3 separate regions of the Mus musculus genome follow, and all the other regions are linked to region 3. A link is a contact called in public Hi-C and promoter capture Hi-C data. All regions are on one chromosome and are shown on one strand. Each heading gives the region's core, a stretch centred on a gene start, on an enhancer-like site or on the middle of the called end of the contact. The rest is flanking DNA. Distances are from core to core; before and after follow the strand shown.

What was found. Promoter capture Hi-C pulls out the DNA fragments that hold promoters and counts their contacts. Hi-C and Micro-C count contacts between places; a contact is called where the count stands out from the background.
Region 1: a contact with region 3 is called in a promoter capture Hi-C map of liver. The contact joins the promoter of Chrna2 here to the promoter of Gulo in region 3. A contact is called at or near these places in 14 of 39 promoter capture datasets (the 3T3-L1 cell line, 3T3-L1-derived adipocytes, the C10 cell line and 8 more), 26 of 484 Hi-C or Micro-C datasets (the AML12 cell line, B cells, DN3 thymocytes and 17 more), 6 of 115 datasets of contacts at active chromatin or transcription factors (the 230-238 cell line, bone marrow-derived dendritic cells, fetal liver and 3 more) and 4 of 9 other capture datasets (adipose tissue, embryonic stem cells, liver and 1 more).
Region 2: a contact with region 3 is called in a Hi-C map of liver, with 2.8 times the contacts expected there. The contact joins the enhancer-like site here to the promoter of Gulo in region 3. A contact is called at or near these places in 5 of 39 promoter capture datasets (the 3T3-L1 cell line, embryonic stem cells, liver and 1 more), 1 of 484 Hi-C or Micro-C datasets (liver) and 2 of 9 other capture datasets (adipose tissue and liver).

What each region holds. Positions count from the first base shown.
Region 1 is chr14:66,139,019-66,143,103 of GRCm38.p6, forward strand. Chrna2 (cholinergic receptor, nicotinic, alpha polypeptide 2 (neuronal)) reads left to right here and starts at 1,942. Exons shown (of 7, transcript NM_144803.2): 1 at 1,942-1,987; 2 at 3,126-3,268. The coding sequence starts at 3,196.
Region 2 is chr14:65,871,188-65,874,989 of GRCm38.p6, forward strand. No RefSeq gene overlaps it. Among named protein-coding and RNA genes, the nearest start is that of Gm41181, 30 kb to the right of the region's middle. Within about 2 kb of position 2,269, at least 13 of the 459 cell types and tissues checked have an H3K27ac peak or open chromatin away from gene starts, as enhancers often do. A contact at or near this core is called in liver, where this site is marked.
Region 3 is chr14:66,007,661-66,011,220 of GRCm38.p6, forward strand. Gulo (gulonolactone (L-) oxidase) reads right to left here and starts at 1,550. Exons shown (of 12, transcript NM_178747.3): 1 at 1,385-1,550; 2 at 379-480. The coding sequence starts at 1,387.

The DNA of each region.
Region 1 (4,085 bases), core at 692-3,191, 130 kb after region 3:
CTTACGTCTCTCGGGGACATAGGTTATTCCTCCCATCACACAATTCACCCTGATTGCTTATATCCACTCAGATGGTGGACTGGAATCTTAGTTTTATATGAATTTGGAGTGGCGCTGCACCTGTGAGGCTGGAGGAAGACACATAGAGCACACGGTGAATGTCACTGCATACCAAAAAGACTTCTCAGTATTATGCTTACGGTAGGAGATTTAGAAAATGTAGACATGTAGAAAAGTGTCAAGAAGTTTTTAAAAAGTCTCTGGGCAAGGGAGAGATGCTCTCCCCTCCCCCACCCTTGGCACCTTTGGCAGGCAGGAGAGCTGGCTCTGAGGCCATCAGAGTGGGAGAGCTGGTTCTGCCGTCACTGGCTACAGCACCCAGGAGAGCAGGCCTGCACAGTAGTGCTGACCCTGGTAGTGGGGGTGCAGGTGAGCCAGCCCCGAGAGGTGGAAGCTAGGGAAAGTTGGGTGCTACAACTTGTCTGCTGTGCAGTGGCACAGGTGAGGGAGGCATGCCCTCCTGCTACACTTTCCCCGCTTTGTCCCCCCCCACCTATGGCAGGTAGGAGGACTGGCCCCAAGGTCATGAGCGTGTAAGAACTGGCCCAGTCCCCCACCTGCAACATTTGGAAGAGCAGACCCTGAACCCCTACCTGCACCTGGGCAGCAAAGTAGAGCTGTGCCTGGTTGTGGGTATTGCAGGTGAGTCGCCCTGAGGTCACAAGAGCAGGAGAGCTGGCTTTGCTCCTTGTTGGTGGTGGCATTGGATGACCTAGCCCGGGGCAGGAATAGAAAGCCTGGTGTGTGGTGAGGGAGAGCAGGCAGGCTGGCCAGCTCAGATACCTCTCAGGCCCAGATCAGGGCTTTGACTTGGCCCACCCCAACATCTACCCCATCCATGAACCACTAGAGCCTGCCAAGGGACCCGTCAGACAGATCCAAAACTACAAGATCTCCATCACACAGGCAACGACAGGTTATCCGAGAGGAGTCCCAGGGAGGTTCCGGTATTGATAATGTAGCAGAAGCCAGAGGCCTCAAACCAATGACTCATTGCAATGAACACATGCAAGCACACAAGTGTGGGCAAAGGGTATACTGCAGGACACACCGTGACACAGTGCAGCTTCCAGAAGATTTTTTTTCTTTCCTTTTGTGGTGGGGGGAGGTTGCAAGGGTGGAAGGCAAGTATGAAGGGATGGAGAAATGAGTGGGACTTGGGTACATGATGTGAAATTCACAAAGAACCAATAAAAAGGTTTTGGTTTTTTTTTTTAAGTTAAAAGTGCCTCTCATCTAGGCCCCCAGAGAGCACAGGTGACTGCAGGCACACAGGGGAAAATGTAAAGAAAAGAACAAGCTGGTTCTAATCAATTTCCCTGGAAGTGATCAAGTGGGAGGGCCCATTGTGGGTGGTGCCATCCCTGGGCTGATAGTCCTGAGTTCTATAAGAGAGCAGGCTGAGCAAGAGTTCCATTGTAAAAATATCAGTTGAGACGGCTCTCTCTCTGTGTGTGTGTGTGCAGGATCTGGCTGTGTGGAGAGGTTGAATGTGGTGGTGGTGGGGCTGTGGGTCAGGGGCCGAAAATCTCAAATTTTAATAAGCCTCTGAACTGAAATCTCATGAGCAGGGGGAGGGGTGAGGAGGCTTTTCCACCAAACACACCCTGGAGCTATCAGTTATGGTAGTAAACATGTCCCATACACTGCAGCATGTTGGCGTTCCCCCATTCACTCTTTCTCTACTTGGCATAGACAGTCACTATGTGTTCCCATTGGGTCACAGGGCACTGACATCCACAGAGCAACCCAGTGCCTGGCCCCCCTCCTCAGTGTTCTGGAGCTCACATACAGACTCCTATGACTCCACTGGACTATGAACCTGTTCTGGGAGGTAGGTCATAGCTACCCTACAGATAAGCTGAACTCTCAGAGCTGTTAATGATATGGCCTGGACTCAAAGTCACGCTTGCAGACTCTGGATGGGGTAAGGAACACAGTGCAGGACAGTGACAGTTTGGAGGGGAGACAGCAGCAGCTGGTGGGGCTAGACTCTCGGCTGGGTCACTTGGGACAGTGTAGGATAGACTAAAGGATGAAGATGGGAAAACAGCTTCACAGATCCATTGGTAACAATGATGGTTCCCGATTCCTGCATGAATGTGGCCAGTTCTATGTTTAATTCATCTTCTTACACATATTTGTGAAGCCATTGTTAAGAACACACAATATTAAACTATGAATGGCATTCAGAGTTTTAGGAATGCAGTGTGCCTATCACCATTCCAAAACATCTCAGAATATCCAGAACATTCTCATTACGGTCAAAGGGAAATAACATGTCTGTGCTAAGAGCCAGTGTTCTATCTCTAGTCCATATACACAGGGTACCGCACACGGACATTTGGATATTTAAACTCTGTGTGTGTGTGTCCAGGTGCATGTGTGTGGAGTTGCACATATGTGCACATATGTTCAGAGGCCCCAGCCTCAGATGTTCTTCAGGTGTTGTTTTTATTTTTTAGACAGGGTCTCTCACTGGGACTAGGGCTCAAATGAGTAGGTTTGGCTGGGTGGCCAGCAAGTCCCAGAGGTCACTTGTCAACAGACTCATTCAGTATGTGGCTGGCTTCTCTCACATAGCAAGCTTTTAAAGTCCATTCCAGCAACTGCAAATGTCATGTTAGTACTTGATTCCTTTTGATGCCTTCATTGTTTTGGTATGCTGTCCGTCACTCCATCGCTCAACACTGATGGCATTTGCTTGCCTGCATCTTTGGGTCATTGTCGCTAGTAGTCAAATACTGCTGCTGAACGCCTTGTCCAATGTGGTTAGCCCCACTTTATAGATGAAAAGTTGAGACCACGATGGCAGGGAGGCTAGCACCTTCCTCTGTGAAGGTCAGTCATGTCTTAGCTAGTTAGCTAAGTGGCTAACAATCCAATGGCTCTCAAAAAAAGGGGAAGTCTATCTCCTCCGTGAAGCTGAGCAGCCTAGGTGCCCCATAAACCAGGCAGGCCCATTGACAGCCATTTTCTCGCTTCTAAACCGTTATGGAATACGAAAGACAAAGACACTAGATGTCACATCACTTGGCCCTAAGAGTCTTCCCTTGTTTATTCAGCTGCAGAGAGACAGGGCCTTGAAGAAGCCAGCTCCTTGTAGTCCAACAGAAACCAGGACCCTCTGAAGCCATGGCCCCCTCCCATCCTGCTTTCCAGTTCTGGATACATCTTTATCTCTGGTGTCTGCTTCTGATGCCAGCAGGTGAGTGGGTACCACCACTACCACTAGGACTTCATCGCACCATCGTGTGCCCACAGGCTATAGAGTAGACTCCCCTGAAGGCCAGCTCATATCATTCTCAAGGGTACAGGGGGCACTTAAGGTCATTGGCTGGATGGCCAGCACCACAGGGTGAAGATAAAAGGCTGTTTCAACTCTAGTACTAGCAGCTTTGTTGCCTTAGAATGTCCCAAGCTTCAGAGTTCCTGACCTCAACATGCAAACAGCATCATAGAGCACTCAAGATCACTGTGGGGATGAGGGAAGCTTACACGTAGCACACAGGCTAGGGCAGATAGGTGGGTATGCACACAGTAGCTATGGTCATGGCTGTACTTTCTATTCCAATGGCAGCTGAAGATTTGTCTGGTCTTTTATAAGGTAGTTCTTTGCCTGCTCAGACAGCAGAGCCCCTGAGTGGAGAGAAGTTATTATGCAAAACACAGTGCAAAAGACATAATCAATCCCAGCAGACAGTTTTGCAGAGCTTTGCACAGCTGAAGAGAACTGGTCAGAGCTGATGATTTAAGAACTTAGGGTGGTACCCTGCGTGGGAGATGTTCTCGTGGGCATTAGTAGCTCGTTGTAAAAGTGGATGAAAAGGAAAAAAGATCTCACTGTCAGCCAGGCTCATAGCAGTGGGTGAAGCCCCTCTCAGCCATCTCCCATCACACCACCCCTCCACCCCGCCCCGTCGCCCCATACTACCTGAGGCTCTTTGGTTCTGGCTGAGACTGGTTTCTAGGTCTGAGCTTTTTTTGCTCAGCTGGGGCAACCCTCACTCCCTGACTTAAAGTCA
Region 2 (3,802 bases), core at 1,019-3,518, 140 kb before region 3:
CCACATTGCCATGTCTTGTAACAGGACTACAGTTGTACAAACTACTTCTATATTTTAAGACGTCATGAACATTCACTAATATGGTATTAAAAATCTAGAGTTCTAGATAAAATGTCCACATTTTTATAGGTTGGCTCCAAGCTCTTCCATAGCTCATGAGCTGGGAGCTGTGAATTTCCCACAAAGCCACCACTCACTTTTGAACAGGATCTTGTCAATTTGAATGTTGAGCTTTCTCCAAGCCCTTATCTGAAAGTTTGTCATTGTCTAGAACATTGTAAAGGCCTCAGATGGATGAATCTCTTGGGGACAGACGCTCTTGATTTGCACCATCTGAATCAGGTATCATCAGCGTCCTGCACAAATAAGAGATGGAGGGGATGCCCAGCAGAGGGCAGGAGAGAGCAAGCTGGTCTCAGCTTCTGTTTCTGGTAAGCCTTATGCCTCTGGATCACACTCCTGCAGATAGTCCAGAGATTGAACACAGCATCCTGCAATGATCTGGACAACCTATGCTCTTGGGCAGCAGTGGAGTCTCAGACCATGTTATCATTGGAATAATAGAAATACAACACCACTCACTGATTAAACAAACAAACAAACAAACAAACAAACAAACAATTTTGCTTCCAAGAAGACTTGGTACATTGTATTTAGAAACAAGGCTCTCGTTCTGGAGTCAGCTTCTGTCTTTCTTTGTGCACACAATGTACAAAGATTGCAGTCTCATCTCATGGATGGGAGGTGAAGGGACTTCAGGGATTATTTGAGCTGCCTTACTCTTTTGTGGTACCCTTTGCCTAAAGAGGAAGTCTGAGCCTTGTCTGGGACAGGAGCTCAGGACTTCATACCGGTATTCTCTTATTAGGAAGTTATGTTATTTATCCAGGGCCTGCCGCACAGTGGATTCAGCTAGTGGCCACCCTGGCATCTGGCACTGCAGAGACCAGGCCAGATTCCTCTGCCAAATAACAGCTTGGAGGGTTTGAAAACAGCTGTCAGCTGCCACCTGTGGCTGCTCCTAAACCCTTCATTTGTTATGATCCAATACGAAAGCAGGGGAAAGCAGGCTCCTCACATCATGTGGGGTTGTGGGCCCCCCAACTACTCCTGTTTGCCTGAGTCCTCTGAGAGAACACCCCCTCAAGCTCTGCAGGGTCGCCAGCCAGGACCTGAGATGCATGGAGGGGCATGAGAGCCAAGAGAGGATTGACTCTTGTGGCTCACGTTGTCAATCAAATGCTCTGCCTGACTGGGTTACTCTGGGATTTGAGATTTCCTGCCCTTTAAGGCTTTAAAAGTATCCCTTTTAAAAAAAAATTAGCAACAAATATACAAAAGAGTATGTGAACAAATACAGTCATTTAAAGAGTTACCACAATGATGGACATCTCTGACCAAGATCGGAACAGCACCTCCCTGCTCCTGCCCCTAAGCCTACTTTGGACACTTTCCCTCCATTCCTACAGCTCTTTACTTTTTTTGTAACTTTTCCCTTGCTTTTCTCCATCTTCCACTCCCCCATGGACATTCCTCAAAATGACTCACAGTTAGTTTCTTCTTACTTTGACCTTCAGACAAAACCGATTGTCATTTTTCTCCATAACTTCTCTGAACATTGTTCATCTGTTGGTTGTTTGTGAGAAGGTCTTCTCAGAAGCTCTGGACCCTAGAGTGGTCTTGAACACTCGGTCCTCTTGCATTAACCTCTGCGGTTGCTGACATTATTGGCCTGTGTCAACCACTGCTGGCTCTCAATATTGTCTTTGATGGATTTTCCTTGTTGGAATCCATCAATGAGCTGATTTGAATTCTAATTAGTCATTCTAAGATCACTGTGTGGAGTGTGGGCATACACGTGTGCTATTATGTGTGCAGACCCATGTATGTATGTTCAATGTGTGGAGGACAGAGGTCAACTTTAGGTGTTGCTCCTCAGCTGTCAGCCATCTTGGTTTTTTGTTTTTGGAAGGGGTGGTCACACTGTCTCAATGGCTTGGAGCTTGCCGACTCATGTGGACTGGCATTGAGATTTTAATGTAAGCCACTGTACCTGGGTTCTGCTATTCTGGCACTGGGGTTACAGCATGAACCACTGTACCTGGGTTCTGCTAGCCAGCCCTGGGGTTACAGCATGAAACACTGTACCTGGACTCTGCTAGCCTAGTCTTGGGGTTACAGCATGAACCTCTGTGCCTGGGCTCTGCTACTTTGGCACTGGGGTTACAGCATGAACCACTGTACCTGGGCTTTGCTAACCTGACCCTGGGTTACAGCATGAGCCGCTATACATGGGCTTTGCTAGTCTGACCCTGAGGTTACAGCATGAACCACTGTACCTGGCCTCTGCTAGCCTGACCTTGAGGTTACAGCATGAACTAATGTGCCTGGGCTCTGCTAGTCCAGCCTTAGGGTTACAGCATGAACCTTGGATCCTGGAGATCGCACTCCAGTCATCATGCTTTTACAACAAGCACTTTATCAGCCGACCTACCTCCCCAGCCCCATAATCACACTCATAACCGTCATCTATATGTCTGTAAACTCCCTGTCTATATTGTTTACATTCTGTAAACATTCTGTCTATATTATCTATGTGTCTGTAAATGTTCTGCCTACGTTATTTATGTGTCTGTAAGTGTCCTGTCTATATCATCTACATGTCTGCAAGTGTTCTGCCTGTATTATCTACATGTCTGTAAATGCCTTTTGCATATTACCTATGTGTCTGTAAATGCCCTGACTATACTGTCATTAGGAAACTGGGAAAGCATCAAACGCAGCTGGTCTCGGACCAGCTTTACCGAACATCTCCTCCTACAGAGATCAAGCCAATATTCAGCATTATTTAGCACACGCCACCAGTTACAAATCCTCCTGATTTTGTCTGAATCTAGGCGATAATTTCCTCCTTGCCCACATGGCTATTAAAACACATCTTGTTTCAAGTGAAGGTAAGTACTTTTGGCATCTTCCTGGTATACCAGTCCTGCAGCCTTGAAGGAAAGGAAGCAAGGTTTAGGGACTGTGCACATAAAGTGGGTCCTTGGATTGCATGATTTCACCTGTTACCGATGGCCAACTCACCCTCTCTAGAGTCCTGGGAATTCACCGGTGACCTTTGGAAAATCAGAATCACAAATTCAGATCCTTTGCCTTGCTTTTCATACTTGACAGAGGCACTTGAAAGGTCAGGTTCTCAATACCTAGGTATCCTTCACATGGGCCAGGAAGCTAGAGCCCACCAATGTAGCCTCATGTTAGGGGCCAGTTGTACTGCAGAGAAGGGATGGGGGCAAAGTCCTTAACGGTCAGCTTGGAGAGACTGGCAGATGACATCACATGTGACTTTGAGCAGCAGGAGTGGGGTCGAGGACCTGGGGATGGAATCGAAAGCACACCTGTGGGAGAGATGAATCATGAAGTCGCAGGGAAAGTGACAGCCAGAAGGACTGCAGCTGGTCCACTTTCTCCATCTGGAATAGCATAGCCATACTGCAGATGGAACTGCTGAGTGACCCCTTAGAATGAGCATAAGTTGTTGATGAAGGCCGAGTCAGTGTCTCTGGGCTCAGACCCCTAGCAAGGAAACAGATGTGAAAGGGGTGCCATGGTAAGGTGGGTCAAAGAGCCTGGTATGTGTGTGGGTGTCTGATAAGAGGTGAGGGGTTACAGTAGAAAGGGGAAGGCGCTGAGTGTAGGACTGAGCAAATAGATGTACTGAGGAGGGTGTTGGTATGGTCTGGGGGTGTAGGGCAGTCTGCTGAAGAAGGGCATATGGGTGGGAAGGAGCAGGTGGGCC
Region 3 (3,560 bases), core at 300-2,799:
ATGTATGCATATGCACCTAGGTGTGTACATGGGTGTGCACGTGCATAGGTCTACAGGCATGTATGCTAGCACATCTGCCTGTGCCCAAGCACGCACAAATATATGCACACGTGTGTATGTGTGCATGGAGTTTATTACAGAGGTCAGGTTGGAGAGGTGAGTGTAGACATGGCTGCCCCTGGTATACTGCTGTATAGGCTTGAAGTGGGCATAGAACATTACAACAGGCTGCGGAGCAGACCTGGAGCTGGGGAAAGCAGGAAGAAGAGCCTTGCCTTTACCCAACCAGGCCAGCAGGAAGCCTCACATCCAGCGTCTTCCAGAGCGAGGGTTGTGGCTGCAGGCCGGGCAGCCCATGTGGTGTTCATGGGCACCTACCTCTCTGACCTCCCCCACTGATGTGGGCTGGTAGTACATCTCTGGACTGCAGCCATAGGTCTTCGCCCAGTTTTGGAACTGGACCCCTTTGTACCCATGGACCTATACCAGGAAGAAAGCCAGGTCTCAGTAGGCAAGCAGTCACTGTCCTCTCTGTATGTCACATCACCAACCCCAAACCCCGTAGACACAAAGAGGAGAGGACATGGCCACAGCACAGAGAGCCCCAGCTCCCTTTGGCTACTATGGTTCTTAGGTCAAGGGCCACTAGGAAGATCAAACAGCACCGGCTGCTCAGAAGCTGGCAGCCCACACCCAGCATCCTAATGCTATCTTTGATCACTCCAGGTCAGAATGGTGGGAATTCTGCCCATTCTGAAGGCCAAAGCGATAGATGGGATCAAAGACAAGGACAAATCCTGATAAGCCAGGACTCGGGTCAATTCCTGCTCCAGGTGCGCATTATGGATGGCCCAGCAGATAAGTAGGGCGGTCTGAGAAAGGGCTGGAGGAGAAGGCGCTGGAGGCAAGGGCTGGGGTCTGACTTCCCTGGCAGGGAAGGGGTATCCCTTAGGTGTTCCATGGTGGTAGCATCTTAGCCTCTAGCCTGGGAATCAGAATCATGTTTTCTGCACACCACTGTATAGCCAGCCAGATACGGTGGGTCTTCTGTGTGTCCTGGCTTATTAGATCTTACAATAATGTCACGAAACAGGACATTAGTCTTCTTTTAGCTGTCAAAATTAAGGCTCAGAGCAGTCAGGGTCTTCCCTAAGTTCACACAGAAGCCCAGTGAAGGCATTAAGAGGTCAGCCCAAGCCTTCCACTTTCATATCTCTTCTAACACCCCAACCGTTCCCCAAGTTCACTTGGGGGATCCCCAGTGGCCCCTCTGATGGCCCCAGCCTTGGTCTGACTTTACCTTCCCTCACTTGGCTCACAGATGCAGCCTGGACACAGCCGGCTGTATCTACTGGCGGTCTCACAGACCCCCTATCATTCCTACCATGATTCCAGCGATCAACAGGGTCAGACGACTTGACTTGAAGCGTTCCCACAGGAAGTTGAACAAAGCCCTGGGCAGCAGCAGATGCAGTGGTCAGGCAACCTCGGCTCTGGGTTACCTCAGGCAGAACGGGACTGGAAGTTTAGCCACAGGTACCAAGAAAGGCAGGAAACCGGTGTTGAACAGGCTCCTCCCCCTGCAAGACCCAGGCAATCTGTAAACAGCAGCTGGGTCCCGCCCCCTGCCCTCTGTCTGCGAGCTCCAAGGAAGCTCGGGAGGTGTAGGTTAAACAGCAGCATCTGTGCCCCTGAAACCCACTGCTGGAGCTCTGAGCCCAACCTTGGGAGTCCAGAGCCAAACACCACTGTCAGGCTCAGACCTAGGCTAGCTGCCTACGCGTCTGACTTTGGCCGCTTTAAAGCCAGGTACCCATGCAGCTCTTGTACTGAGCCATCCAAACACTGCCCCCCACCCCCCACTATGTTTGGTGATTGTGGGAAGGGACAGCTGAGTATAGTCTAGTGCCATTCAGAATCAGTACCCGGTATTCTACTGAAGCAGTCAGGTGGAGGCTGTTTTGGTTAAAAAAAAAAAAAAAACAAAAACAAAAACAAAAAACCCAGACTCTTCACTTGGGTCTACAAGGTACCTAAAAGCAGGGTGGGAGCCTGACACCGCTATCTTCATTTTGTGTCTCCTCCCCTGAAGGCATGGAAATAAGTCATTTCCCATAGAGTCACTTTGGATATGTTTGTTTGTTTGCTTGCTTGTTTTTTTCCAGACAGGGTTGCTCTGTGTAGCCCTGTTATCCTGGAACTCACACCTTAGCCCAGGCTGGCCTTGAACTCACAGATCTGCCTGCCTCTGCCTCCCAAGTGCTGGGATTTAAGGCAGGTTCCACCACGCCTGGCTACCATGGATTCTAAGAATAACAAAACCTCAGAGTAGGGACCACCTTCCAAAAGAGGGTGGTTATCTGTGAAGGTGAGGCTGTGCCCTGGAGTCCAAGGACCCATGAGAACTAAATAAGCTCTGGTGTAGAAAACAAAAAGGCCTTGTGCACACAGATAAGCAGGGTGGAGAAATCAGGAAAGTTTCTGGCAGTGAATCTGGTCCATGGTATGAGGTGCATGGCTGCTCTTCCTGGAATGGCTGGAGTGATGTAGTTTTACAGTCTGGTGATTCTTTGCTGTCTGATGAGGCAGACTCTGTCATATCTTCCAGGCTTACTGCTTTTACTTATTCCAGACCCTTTCCTCCTAAATGTTATGATTGATGTCTCTTGCGTTTCATTCACAACAGTGTAAGTGACTTCTGTGTGATCTTAGGGCCAGGCCAACCTTAGCTCCCACAGATGCTATGTTTACCTTAGTCAAGATCCCTAGACCATTATCTCGAACATTGTTTCAGCAAGAAACCATCTTACAGATGAAGCCATAGGTACTTAGCCAAGAGCTTCAATGTAAACCTGTTTTAAGCTTTGTGGCCTTCACGGAGCTGAGTTAATTGTTATCTGAACACTTCCCCTCAGTAATTCTGCGGTGCTTAAATATGGCTAAAGGAGAAGGACCTGGGCCAGACTCTTGAAGTCCTGGTCCAGTGCTGGTTACAATAAATCCGGTTGAGTTTCATTCTTACTGTAACCTTGATTGTTTTGTCCCTGACTGTTGTAAAGCCAGCAGGGGAGTCACCACGGCACTGAAATGTGAGGCCGACGATGACCCTCGGAGGAGGTAAGAAAGATTTTCTTTAAATAGAAATTAGGGGGCTGGAGAGATGGCTCAGTGGTTAAGAGCGCCGACTGCTCTTCCAAAGGTCCCGAGTTCAAATCCCAGCAACCACATGGTGGCTCACAACCATCCGTAACGAAACCTGATGCCCTCTTCTGGTGTGTCTGAAGACAGCTACAGTGTACTCACATAAATAAATAAATCTTTAAAAATAAATAAATAAATAAATAAATAAATAAATAATAGAAATTAGGGGTTTAGGAAATTCAGTTCTCTTACCCAAGGGTTGCCACCATAAAGGGATGGAAATTAACATGGGCTCTTCTTGTCAGTCCTTCGACAACAAAGCATTTTGTATAATTACTGAGATGCTTGTTAAGATCCAAAGGAGCAAAATATTCAGAGCTACAGCTCTGCAACATTTGAACATAGCTCATCCAAGTGAA